Regions from separate parts of the Mus musculus genome. Here all the other regions are linked to region 1. A link is a contact called in public Hi-C and HiChIP or PLAC-seq data. All regions are on one chromosome and are shown on one strand. The core of a region is the stretch at or near the end of the contact, and the rest is flanking DNA. Distances in the headings are between cores, read along the strand shown.

Region 1 (4,112 bases), core at 744-3,243:
TCTTAACTCCTAACCTCACGGCCTCGGACTCAAGTGTTTCAAATAGCACTGGATCTCTTGCTGCCTCACGCCTTGGTAAACTCTAGATAACCTTGAAGCCTTCTCCACCCACTATCAGCTGGAGACTAGTTTCCCTAGTGATCCTCAGGCCTGCGATTGGTGCCCACATGGTCCCGTATGAGGGAGGAACTGCCAGGATTGGTTCATACATGTGCTTTTCTTTCCTGGCTATATAATCAGATTATTTGGCTCACTTTATTACAACGTTAACCCTTAGTGAAGTCTCTTCAAGCAAGGCAGCGAAGGGAAAGCGAAGGCCTTGGGTGCTCTGTGGATGAGATCCCCAGAGCTCTCAAGCTTCAAGGGATATGGATCTGAGCAGCTACAGGCCTCAGACCAGTCTCACAGTGACCTGTCTCTGTAGTTAGGTTAAGGATCACTGTGTCCAAGGCCAGGCTCAAAGGAGAGCTTTAACCCTGCAAAGCCCCACCTAACTGCTGTGGGATGTATGCTGTCTTCTGCCGTCACTAAAGGCTGTCGGAAACTGAGGATTACAAGAGGAAAAGCGTGAGAATACAGATGATGTTAAAAGGCTGGATATATACCATAAGCCTCCAGCCTGAGTGTTTCCAGCAGTCAGTCTCTGCCTTGAAAAGGGTTTGAAATTCTAATACTCTTCTGGGCGTGTCTGTTCAGCCCCTAGGCTCCAGGGTACTGACTCAGGCTTGCCAGCACAGGAAAAGCTTCCCCTACTCACTATTCCTATCGGGAAGATTAAAAGGTTCCGGACAACATGATTGATAACACCTCCTATATTCCAGACACTGCTTGGTCTTAGAATGCAAAACAATATACCTATGGTCTGCCTGGGGGACACTTCTCAGAAACGATGCTAAAGAAAAGAGCTTGGTGGAGCGGGTTCAGGTTCCTTGCGGCAGAAAAGGTGGACCAACCATCATAAGCTTAAAGCAGGGCAATAGAGAGCGGACAGTATGGTTTTCCTTGTTGCGCAAGGTATTAGGGCTGGAGAAACTTTCCCTTGCCTCAGCCCACAGAAGGCTGAGGTTTTGAATAAGACCCAAGCCAGGTATCCCTGACTTAGGGAGTCCCCTCAGGCCAATTTCTTATGAACAGAGCTGGAAAGGAAGAACAAGAGTCTTTGGAGTCTAGAAAGGGCTTCATTTTCAAAAGAGCTTCTCAAACCTGGGACAAACAAACAAACAAACAAACCACCCTGAGAAGCAAAAGCAAAGCAAAACAATAAAAGAACCCCCATCACCTCACCACCAAAAAAGAAGGCAATAAGGAAATGGGAGAGTCCTCCTAGAGTGATCTCCAGCCTTTCTCCCTTTGCCTGATGTGATTACAAGGAAAGACTTGTTCACTTTATTTTTAATTCGTAAAGATTTTTTTTTCTTTTCCCCCTCTTTCTTCCTCCCAGCCACTCCGGCTTGGGTTTCCATATGACTCATAATTCCTTCTGAAAGTGGAGTCGAATTCATAAAAGTGGTGGAAAGAGGAGGGGTGGTGGTGGTGGTGCGGGAGAGGCTGGGAGCTCCAGGGAGTCTTCACTACCTACACTGTCACTCAGCTCCCGGCTCGAGTGGCAGTCGGGGGTGGGGAAATCCAGCCTGCGCGGATGGCGGATACTATTAAAGCCCCAGCGGCGCGCAGCCGGGCCCGGTGACCCGCGGCGGGTGCGGGAGGGTCTGCGGCTGGCGGGCGGCGCTGCAGCAGCCTGGGCACGGCCGCCGCCCGCGGGCGCGAGTGTGCGCGGGTGTGGGAAGGCCGGCGTGCGGGCCGCGAGGGGTGTGCGCGCGTGAGTCGGAGCGGGGCTCGCCCCTCTCCGGCGCCTGCCGCTCCACAGCTGCCGATCGCTCTCCAGCGGTCCCCGGCCCCCTTCGGGCCCCTCGTTTTCCTACGGCCGTCAGTCCGGGCGGGGGTGGGGGGGGAGGGAGAAAGTGAGACTCCGTGTCATCACCATCCATTGTCAGAACAGGAGGAAATTGGAATCCAGCAGCGGCGAGCAGCAGCTGGGCGGTCACATCTGGGAATGCAAAGCCGACCTCCTCCTCCTCCTCCTCCTCCACCTCCTCCTCCTCTCTCACCCGGGATCACTTCCGAAACCACTTCGCCTTCAGCCCCTGCCTCGGCCAGAGGTTTCATTTTTAACTGAATATTTACGAAAGCTGGAAGCGTGCGAGGGGGGTGGGGTGGAGTGGAAATAGCGGCTGCTTCTTTTCCAGGGATTTATTTAATGGGGATGTGTTCAAGGCAAGAGAGAATTCAGAAGGATATCGACGTCGTGATCCAGAAGTCAAGAGCCGAGAAAGACTGCCTGTTTGCAGGTGAGTTCTTGCCTCTCGGATCCTGGGACCAGGAGTCAGCCTCCCCTCTGTCTACCCCCATTGCCCAGATTTCTGACCGCGACGCGTGTAGCTTGGGAGTGTGGGGCGGCAAGTCCCCATTCCGGGTGCATTTGGAAATAGCTGCAGCGGCGTGAGCTGAAACCCAAAGAGGAGGGGGGCACGAGCCACCCCCCTCCCCCCCAAAAAACCCCACCAGGCCAGGGCAGTCTCCGGCTCCTGGGGCAGGACCCGCGCGATCAGAGTGCAGGGGCCGGGCGCTGGGTTCCAGCCATTGGCGGTGCCCAGAGCATCCGAGCTTTGCCTCCCGGCTTCGGCAGCCGTGGCCGAGCGGGGCGGGCTAGAGCCCGGCGGCTTTGCGCCATCGGCCGAGCGGCGGCGGCCGGGAAGGGACCGGCTGCGCTGCGCTGCGCTGCGCTGCTCCCGCCAGGCGCCGAGGCCCCGGGAGAAGGCAGCGCTGGGCCGAGCTCCCGCCCCCTCCGCTGCACCCGCTCCTCGGCGAGCGCGCAGGACACCGCCCCGGGGAAGGGATGGATGGATTCCCGGGGTTCCCGAGCTACGCAGGCCCAACCTGGGGGTCGCTTTGCGTCCATCTTTGCTCCCCGTCCTCCCACCCCCCCATCCAAGGCCGAGGGCAGTTCGGGCTTCGCAGCCCGAAGCCTGCCAGGGGCTGCTTCCGGCTGCTTGGCTGGGAATTTCCCGCTGTTGCCATGGCACCCGGCACTTGTTGCGGGGGGCGGCCTCCCGCTGCACCCCACGGGGTGCTCCGCATCCCCTCCTGCACCACCCTGCTGGCGGCCCCTAGCTCTCCAGCCTTTGCTTCCCTCCCCATCGGGCCTCCTAGGCTCACACAAAAGTGTAGGTTCAAGACAGAATTGGGGTTAAAAACAACACATGGGGTGGCTTATAACACGACTTTCCGTTTCAGATTTCAGATACTCAGACTCCACCTTTACTTTCACCTACGTTGGCGGCCCCAAAAGGTATTTATGTGTATAGAGTTGCTTCATTTCCTGTTCACACGCTTGTGTTTCCTTTGTTCCTGGTGTCTTCCGTGTTTGGGTATTTTTTTGCTTGTTTGTTTAATCTTGGGACTGCTATCTAGCTGCATTCCTCGCCAGTTGTCTCCCGATTTTATATAGAAGAGGGAAAATAAATATGTTTGAAGTTTTTTTTTTCTTCTTAAGCTAACAGAGGATGAGCAGAACTCCACATAGTGTTCTGCTTCAGTAGTAGATTGCTCTTTAGGCGTTCTGGATTTGACACAGGCGACACCGTGCAAAATTGGTACATTGAGCATGGAGTGAAATATGTGAAAGACATAAAAAGATGTCACAAAATAGTTTGATCGCCACCAGTGCTTATTTTGCCAACGTGTCTCTTTTTTCCATTTTCCTGAAGGTTGACATAAACACGTGGTCTTCCCAGTTCCCCAGGCGTTTTTCTTTTTTCCTCCGCAAAGGAGTGGTTATTTTGGTTTTCACATTTAGTTGTAGAAAAGATTTTGGAGAGTTATATGAAGCTGGCGTGGATGGCTTTTCCTTTGGGGGAAGAGATGCATATTTTAGTAGTCAATTGTCAGGGCTTTGATGCAGCTCAAAGGCAATTTTGAACGGAGGAAGAAGAATTTGCATCAAAAGTTTCTACACCTTGCTTTCTTCATTTTTGTGGTTTGGGTTTTCTTTATCCAATTGCTTTTAGAGACAACTGGTTTAAAAGAGCTGGGGCTACTGACTTAGTCTGTGG
Region 2 (4,112 bases), core at 544-3,043, 310 kb after region 1:
TTGCACTCCCACCCACCCCAAGTTGCTTTTGTTTCTTTTATAGATGAGGATAAGATACAAGGGTAAAACAAATTCTATAGAAAGCAGAGAGAGCAAGATATCGAGCTCAAATTGAAACCCAGGCACAGTCAAGTTCTCAAAAACCCATACTTTGAGCCTCTGCCAGATACGCCTCTCAAAAGAATGCAGTAGGGTGCTGTCTTTGATGTTGGGTGTTATCCCTATTCACTCATGAATTAATTGATGGGTATAACTCAGCCCCAAGAAGGCCCAGCTCTTAGCACATTTCCAGCAAATCTTGGTGAACAAATGGATAACTGAAGTGAGCAAACACATGTGTGATGAAGGCTCTCATTAAGTGGAAATTATCAGGTCAGTGATTAGCACATCAATTCTCCTCTTCCTCTGTAACCCCGAGTTAAACTCTCATGATATGTTGCTGCACCGGAAGCAACTAGAAGAATTACAACTCACAAAGGCAGACTCCCTTTGTATACTGTATCAAGAAAGGAATGTAGGAGGCAAAGCCTTTTGAAAGCTTGTTAGCAAGAATGAAAAATGGCCGCTTCTGGCCACTCCGAAGAAAAACATATGCAAGCAATGAACCTGCAAAGTCATATATTTCTGCATTCCAACATAAAAATGATGGGCTTGGTGCTCTGAAGAATAGTAATTGGGAAAATTCACAACACACACACACACACACACACACACACAGAGAGAGAGAGAGAGAGAGAGAGGGCAATATGTAAGGAGACATTTAAAGTTAGTTAAATATCTTACTTACTTCAGAGTCGGGAACACTTAAATCATTTCTACAGCTTTTGGGCTGTTTATTATTCCACAAACATTGCCAAAAACACTCTTTGAAAGGTTGTGATGAACTTGAAAGACAAATCAGATTCTGAAACTTTGCAAGATGGAGAACAGCAGCTTGTATTTTTGATACATTTTTTTCAGGGTTAACATAGAGTTGCCTCCTGCCCAAGATGCGTTTGGATATGCTGACCTTTATGAATGATGTCTCGCTGTTAAGAGTCTTGCCTGTAGGATTTTAGAAGGCTGGTCACATTTAAGTCCACTTAAGTATACTAGGTGCTTCTGAAATGCTTGGTTGAGTGAGGTGACTTATCTGGGTTTAAATGTAACATTTGGTGGTGGTGGTAGAACTTTGCCATAAAGAAAGTGAATATTTATGGACTATATAAATCAGGTTCTGTGTTCTTGGAAGGAATTTAACATCACTGCTGGGGACCAGTATGATAACTACAGGTAGAAGTTTAATAGAGAAGTATAGAATGATTGCATTTACCTTTTAGTCCAGTACCATGCTGAAGTTTTGTTTTTTCCAGTTGCAAGTGTAAAGTACCACCAACAAGGGTCACTCTGTCTATGAAATTTCTGCATCTATTACTTACTTTGCTTCTTGAATATGTTCAAGATGTCAGCAAGTGCTCCAGAAATGTTACAGAGATCACCTTATTAAATGACCTGTCCAAGAAGATCATCGTCATAGGATTTGATCTATACTGAGAATCTGTGAATGACGTCCCTTTACTTCATTCTTCAATCTAAATCATAAACGAGGTTAAATAATAGTGAAGAGTGTGGGCAGAGCTTCAGACCAACCGTTAAGAACAAAGGGACAAGGCCAGATCTACAACCCACTCTGAGGGCAAAGTCAGCAGAGACGACAGAGAAAATCTACTCACTCGTTGTCAACTACAACTGGCCATCTCAGCTTAAAATTCTGACCTTGCCCATAACAAGAAAATTCAAACTTTCATCAGCCAGCTGTGCTAGGGAAGAAATTAGAAATTGTATTGATTTGAAATAAAGAGTATGGCAAGAAAACCATCTTCTACAGATACCAAGTGCGTTAATTATTTAAAGAGCGTGTTGTGATGTATTCCAGTGGATGGATGCCCTCACTAACCATCAGCTTTCTGAGTTCTGTAACATCCTGACATCCATTTAAAAACTGTAGGGTGGACAGCAGGTGGCAGCAAAGGCCGTGATAAGAGAACCGGTCTGGCCATTGCATTTAGAATTCTAGACTGTTCCTGCTTAATGAGATTCAGGTAGAGAAGATTGGAAAGTGACAGCTCTTTTGGTCCTGAGTCAAGAATAGGGCATAAAAACATAACTTCCTGGAAGGTGGACTGCAGTCAATTTCGTTTAAATGCTTTTCTACCATTTTAACTAACTTCTGACTAAATGTGACAGTTGTAGAGTTTACATAAAATAGTGGTGTCCCACACAAAAACCCAACTAATATAATAGCCAATGACATATAATAGTTATTATAAAAATTTGGAAGAGGATTTCTTTCTTGGCTCAGAAGTATTACTGGAAGAATATCAATATCCTAAAGTTAAAATGTAAATATTAAGACAGCTAAGTATGAGGGGGCTCTTTGAAGAATGTCGCAGTGATACAAGACCAACAGGGTGGCAAAGAACCTCTGGGTCGTCTTATAAACACCCAAGGGTGTAGACAATGAAGTATGAAGGCAATGTGTGTTGACTTAGTGCAAGTGAGGCACATGTGGATACCTTTGAATGTTTGTAATACAGAGGTGTAACCTTCAGTCAGACAGCATAATTCCACACACAGGCCAGCCAGCTCCTGGAGTTCAGAGTGCGTCACACTGGTCTAGGGAATCTGTTTTGGAAGAGCTCGGTTTCCTTCAGACTCAGCTGTGGTTGGGTTGTTTGCCTCGGTGCCCAAATAGTTTGAGAGTAACTGAGTGCATCCCAAACTATTTTCGAAAGCTAACCAATTGAAGGAAAGACACATAGCAGAATGGTGCTGGTTTTTAGAACTGTAGCTGTTTATTATTCTCCAAATACGATTTCAGCCCTAGAGTAACTATGTTGGATGTTAGGCAAGCTGTGATATTCTTGGATTCCAGTTTCCTGAACTAAAGTGGGCATGTAAGGTGACACCTATGGTTGGACTGCAGAGCAGTTGGTTAAATAAGACAACCATCAAATACTTGCTTCTTTATGGACATTTTTTTCTTTCTTCCATTCAGGAATATTTGCCAATAAATTGATACATTTTGAAGAATACCTCAGAAAACTTGTTCCTTTTCACCTTCTGCTTCATCAGAATCTCTAATTGTGCAGTTCTGACTGTAGGTGGAGACAGTATATCAGGAGGATTAATACAGTGTCACCATGTACCTGATATGTCACCCCAAAATATATCAGGTAATTAAGGAGGCTCTACTGTAGTTTTAAGTTGTGGTCCTATCCAGTGAGACTTTGAATTCCAGTTGTATATTCCTGAAAGATGTTGACTTTTGTTTTTAACAAAATCTTGCAAAGAAAAAAAAAAAAGACACCTGTCCTTCTAGTAAATTGAGGGAAGGCAGGGGATAATTAGGGACAAATGATCTTCAGAGTGAAACCATGGCTTTACAAGTTCAAGTCTTGGCTAATAAAATTCTCAGAGTGATACCAGGAATCAGACAAATACCCAGAAATGTGTATTTCCCATCATTGCTGTTATTTGTATGCCCTATCTTTCCCCCAGCTCCTTTATGACTCAAATCCTTGTGTAAATTACCATAAAAGGAAAGCACTTTATTTATAGAGGGTTCTCTTTTGCCTAAATATTCCAGATGAGAATTTTTTTAAGTGACAATGAAAACTAACATTTTTAAAAATGTTGTTAAGGATATTGTAAAAACCTTAAACATCATCCACACTTCAAAGCAAAGTTCAAAAATCTGGGTTGCATGACTTGTCTCTTCGGGAAATGAATTCAACACCTCATAAAAATATCTTCAGGCTTCTCAGTAAAGCCATGTTTGTTCTTTGTGTGTTTGGAGTTTGTACTTTCTCTGAGTGCAGAAGATGTGTTAGCAAGCTAACTGGGATTATGCCCTTTACAGAAAACGAAGGCTCCTTTGGGAAAACTATTTGTCCAAAAGGAGTCAATGGCTTTCTGGCTTACAGTCCACTGCTTCTTCTAGCCCTTCTCTCAGTAGTAGCTTTGTGTTAAGGTCGTTGTTTTATTGATGTTGAAGTTCCTCACAACATAATTTACCCCCAAGGAAAGAAGCAGCAAAGCAGGAAATTATTCTCTGAAGTCTCCAGTTGTTT
Region 3 (4,112 bases), core at 598-3,097, 260 kb before region 1:
GGAGGACCAAATTCTAAGACCTACCTGTCTAGCTTATAAAGTAGGTTCAAACCTGGCCTGGGCATCTCAGCAAAACTCTGCCACAAACTGAAAATCACTATAAAGAACTGGAAATGTGGATCAGCAAGAAGACTGACTGTTTATTCCCAGCAAGCTCCTGGCTTCAACTGTCAAACCACAAACAAAATTTGTCAAATAAACAAATAAATAAATAAGGTCTAGAGAGATGGCACAGAGGTGAAGAGCACTGACTGCTCCCCCAGAGGTCCTGAGTTCATTTCCCAGTAACCATATATATATATGGTGGTTCATAACCATCTGTAATAGGATCCAATGACCTCTTCTGATATGTCTGAAGAAGAGTGACAATGTACTCACAAACATTTATTTAAAAATAAATCTTTAAAAGAAATAAAAAGAAGGAAACCAGAATTTCAAAAGCTATAAAGGTTTAAGGGGCCTCATCAAAGGGGAACATGTTCACTCTGGAACCATCCAATGGGGATAGAAAAGGGAGAAAGCTCCACTTTGAAAACGAATAGCTAGGGAGATAATCTAGCATTTAAAGCGGTTCTGGTTAGTTTTCATTTTTAAATAGTGTCTTATTTGTTTGCATATGTGTGGGGGGAACATGCAGAAGTCAGAGAACAACCTGTGGGACTTAGTTTTCTCCTTCCAGGATGTGAGTGCTAGGTATGGAACCCAGGTGGCCCGGCTTCTTAGGAAGCCCTTTACTCCTGAGACATTGCTTGCCCAGGATTGTTAGTTTTTCCTTATTGACTACACACAATGTAGAATTACCTGGGCATCAAGTCACAGTGAAAGATTTAAGCCGGGATGAGGGTATGTCTCTGGGGGACGATCTTGATTACTTGCCTACTGTGGGTGGTACCATTCCCTAGGCAGGCCATCCTGACCTGTGAAAGAGTGGAAAATGTTAACTGAGCACTCAAATTTGTGCACACACTACACTTTGTTACTGTTTATACGTGTAACCGGATCAACTTTCTCAGTCTCAAGCTGCTGTGACTTTCCTGCTAGGAGGGACTGGAATTTGGAACTGTGTGCTAAAATAAGCCCTTTCTCCCTGAATTACTATCAGGGTATTTTATCACAGTAAGTTGAACAGAAAATAAGAGAGAGACAGAGAGACAGAGAGAGACACAAACAGAGAGAGACAGAGAGAGACAGAAAGAGAGAAAGGGAGAAATTCTGACATGCAGGAACATGGGTGAATCAGCAGATTATCTGTTAAATGAAACAGTGACAGAGGCCAAGTTCTAGGAGTCCTCTATGATTTATTAATATGAAATATATAACATAAACAATCACTCAGAAACAGAGCTGGAGAGTACAAGGTAAGAGCTGCAGTTCAAACAGAATAAATCTTAAGTTTTGTAAGATGGCTAAATCACAGAGCCAGGACACATATTGTACCCATACTGAACACTGTGTTGTATACTTGAAATAATCTTATAGAAGGCAAGATTAAGCTTAATTTTCCTATCATCGCAAAAATAATGAAAAAAAAATAAAACAAACACATGAACTTTGAGTTCTCATCACACAATCACACTTAAACTACCCTTTACTCTTTAGACAAACGCTATTTTTTTCCAACATGGGAAACCCCAGAACATAATCAAGAGCAGAATTAAATTATAATTTGGTAACTCTTTTCAGAATCTTGGGAATTTTTAAAGCATTGAAAAGATTTATTACACAGAACGTATATAATTTGTCATATTCTCCGTAGCATATCCATTGAGCTGGTTCACAAGGTCATCAAATAGATGTCTGTTCCTCACTTAAACACATGCTGCTGGATGCTGTGGGTACCCACATCCTGCTTCCTGCCTCTGCAAGCCACTGTGAACCCTGCCTGGCAGTTCCCTATTTTGGGCTCCATGCTGTACCGACATAAGGTCTGCAGAATCATGTTTAAGAGGCAAGCATGTGTTAATGCAGTTATGAAAGAGGATTGGCGTGGATATGAATACCTGTCCTGTAGCTTTTTATGTGCAGATTTGTTTTGGAAATGTGCACAGCTTGGATTCAACCTTAAGAGATCCTTTTAAGGCTTTTCTTCATCATGAAGTGTCTATTGAAGCTATGGCGAAGTATGAAAATGAGCAACCTAAAGTATGTCATTTTCCTCTTGTATGAAGTTAAAATAACACAGAATAAAAATACTGTGGCCAGATTATTTTAATACACATACACAAATATATATATTTGTATATATTTGGGCCTGCGACCTGTGGCTAAGCCATATAACATGGCAAGAAGCACATGGTAAAACTGCTTGGCTCACAGTTGGGAATGGAAGGGACAAATATGGAGAACCAAATCTCAGTACTCCTTCAGAATATGGCTCTGATGAGAAGATCTCTCACAAAACCCTAGCCCTAAAAGTCTCCATTACTTCCCAAGAGATCCAACCTGGCGAGGGTTAAGCCCTTTAAAACATGGGCTTGCTGGTGAGATGGCTCAGTGGTTAAGAGCACCGACTGCTCTTCCAAAGGTCCTGAGTTCAAATCCCAGTAACCACATGGTGGCTCACAACCATCCATAATGAGATCTGATGCCCTCTTCTGGGGTGTCTGAAGACAGCTACAGTGTACACACATATAATAAATAAATCTTTAAAAAACAAACAAACAAACAAACATGGGCTTTTGGGAGAACATTTCTATTGTAAACTATGGCAGTATATAAGTTGTTAACACAATCTTTTGTGTGTGTGTGTGTGTGTGTGTGTGTGTGTGTGTGTGTGTGTGTGTGTGTATGTGTGTGAGGCAGGGTTTCTCTCTATAGCCCTGGCTGTCCTGGAACTCACTTTGTAGACCAGGCTGGCCTCGAACTCAGAAATCTGCCTGCCTCTGCCTCCCAAGTGCTGGGATTAAAGGCATGCGCCACCACTGTCTGGCCAGACACCTATTTTTGAGACAGTTTATTTGGGGTCAACAGTATTGAGAAGCTTTGGAGGAAGCATGTTATTTCCTTTCTCTGGAATGAATATTTCTTGATCATCAAGTATATTTGTTGTGTTAGGAACCAACCAGTCAGGCCTCCTTCCACATTGTTCCCTATGTTCCTACAAGCAATGTATAAGAGACGTGACTTCAGGGCACCCCCACTCAGTATTCCTTATTTCAGTTCTATGTGCTTCTTTTTCTGTTGTATATTTAGGTTGCGATGGTTGTGATTGATTTGCTTTCAAAGGGAAGGAAAATGTCAAATTCCATGGTGAGCTGAAGAAGTAGCTTACATTAAAAACACATAAGATCTAACCTACCAACCATCAAGGCTAAGTCTAGCTGTCTTGGAACCTGGCCAGAGCACAGTCCTAAGTTAAGTTGGCCAAAATCACCTACCACAAAGGTAATTTTATAATCTCACATGACTTACTGGTTATAATATGCACACAACAGAGTAGCCGCTGTTTCTTTGCTCCTTTGGCTAGCAGAATTGTGGCTCACTGCTGGTGCTCACTATGGGGCGAGCATAGTACACACCGTGTACAAGTAGCCCCAGAAAAGAGCAAATTTAAAACTTAAAAGTAAGCCTTTAAAATGAAGGTAACTAGTCTGAGCATCGTTGACTTCAGAGAGTTTAGCTCAGTGGTATAGTATAGCCCTTGTCTCCACAGGTGAGGTTGTAAATATCAATTCATGCATCTCGAGTGGGGACCACCTGTAGCGGTCCAGCTTTTTCTGTTATTTTGTTTGTGTGACACATAGTAAGTCAGCCTGAGTGGTAACTGAAAGCCTCCCTTCAGCTAAATTGCCAACCTATCTATAAGTGTCATGCACAGGCAACCAAGGAAAGCTGGAGGTGGGAGAGATGCGCTCCCCAGGGAAGTGACAAACGGTGAGCCCAGAAAGCATACACACAAGCCCATTATATAGACAGGAATGGCTGTATTTAGGAAGATGTATGTAAGTAATATACATATTTACATGCGATAACAGTAAAAAGGAGGCCACGGATTTGAAGGAGAGTGGGGAGGGTACATGGGAGGCTTTGGAGGGAGGAAAGGGAGGGGGGGAAATGATATAATTATATTATAATCTTAAAAAATTAAAAAGGGTAAAAAGACTTGTTTGTAC

The links. A called contact is a pair of places that touch in the nucleus more often than the background predicts. HiChIP or PLAC-seq counts read pairs in DNA pulled down with a chosen protein or histone mark.
Region 2: a Hi-C map of the N1E-115 cell line shows a contact between it and region 1, with 8 times the contacts expected there. The contact joins the enhancer-like site here to the promoter of Parp8 in region 1. A contact is called at or near these places in 2 of 39 promoter capture datasets (embryonic stem cells and pre-B cells) and 4 of 484 Hi-C or Micro-C datasets (the N1E-115 cell line, embryonic stem cells and nephron progenitors).
Region 3: an H3K4me3 HiChIP or PLAC-seq map of bone marrow-derived macrophages shows a contact between it and region 1, with 4 times the contacts expected there. The contact joins the enhancer-like site here to the promoter of Parp8 in region 1. A contact is called at or near these places in 8 of 39 promoter capture datasets (the 3T3-L1 cell line, the C10 cell line, the HPC-7 cell line and 4 more), 1 of 15 datasets of contacts at CTCF or cohesin (the NIH/3T3 cell line), 20 of 484 Hi-C or Micro-C datasets (B cells, the C2C12 cell line, CD4 T cells and 16 more), 4 of 115 datasets of contacts at active chromatin or transcription factors (bone marrow-derived macrophages, memory CD8 T cells, pro-B cells and 1 more) and 1 of 9 other capture datasets (adipose tissue).

What each region holds. Positions count from the first base shown.
Region 1 is chr13:117,023,412-117,027,523 of GRCm38.p6, reverse strand. Parp8 (poly (ADP-ribose) polymerase family, member 8) reads left to right here and starts at 1,993. Exons shown (of 27, transcript NM_001081009.2): 1 at 1,993-2,159; 2 at 2,247-2,348; 3 at 3,295-3,349. The coding sequence starts at 2,258.
Region 2 is chr13:116,712,907-116,717,018 of GRCm38.p6, reverse strand. No RefSeq gene overlaps it. Among named protein-coding and RNA genes, the nearest start is that of 4930435F18Rik, 120 kb to the left of the region's middle. Within about 2 kb of position 1,793, at least 1 of the 459 cell types and tissues checked has an H3K27ac peak or open chromatin away from gene starts, as enhancers often do. A contact at or near this core is called in the N1E-115 cell line, where this site is marked.
Region 3 is chr13:117,281,981-117,286,092 of GRCm38.p6, reverse strand. No RefSeq gene overlaps it. Among named protein-coding and RNA genes, the nearest start is that of Emb, 63 kb to the right of the region's middle. Within about 2 kb of position 1,847, at least 64 of the 459 cell types and tissues checked have an H3K27ac peak or open chromatin away from gene starts, as enhancers often do. A contact at or near this core is called in CD8 T cells, Th2 cells, bone marrow-derived macrophages and 3 more, where this site is marked.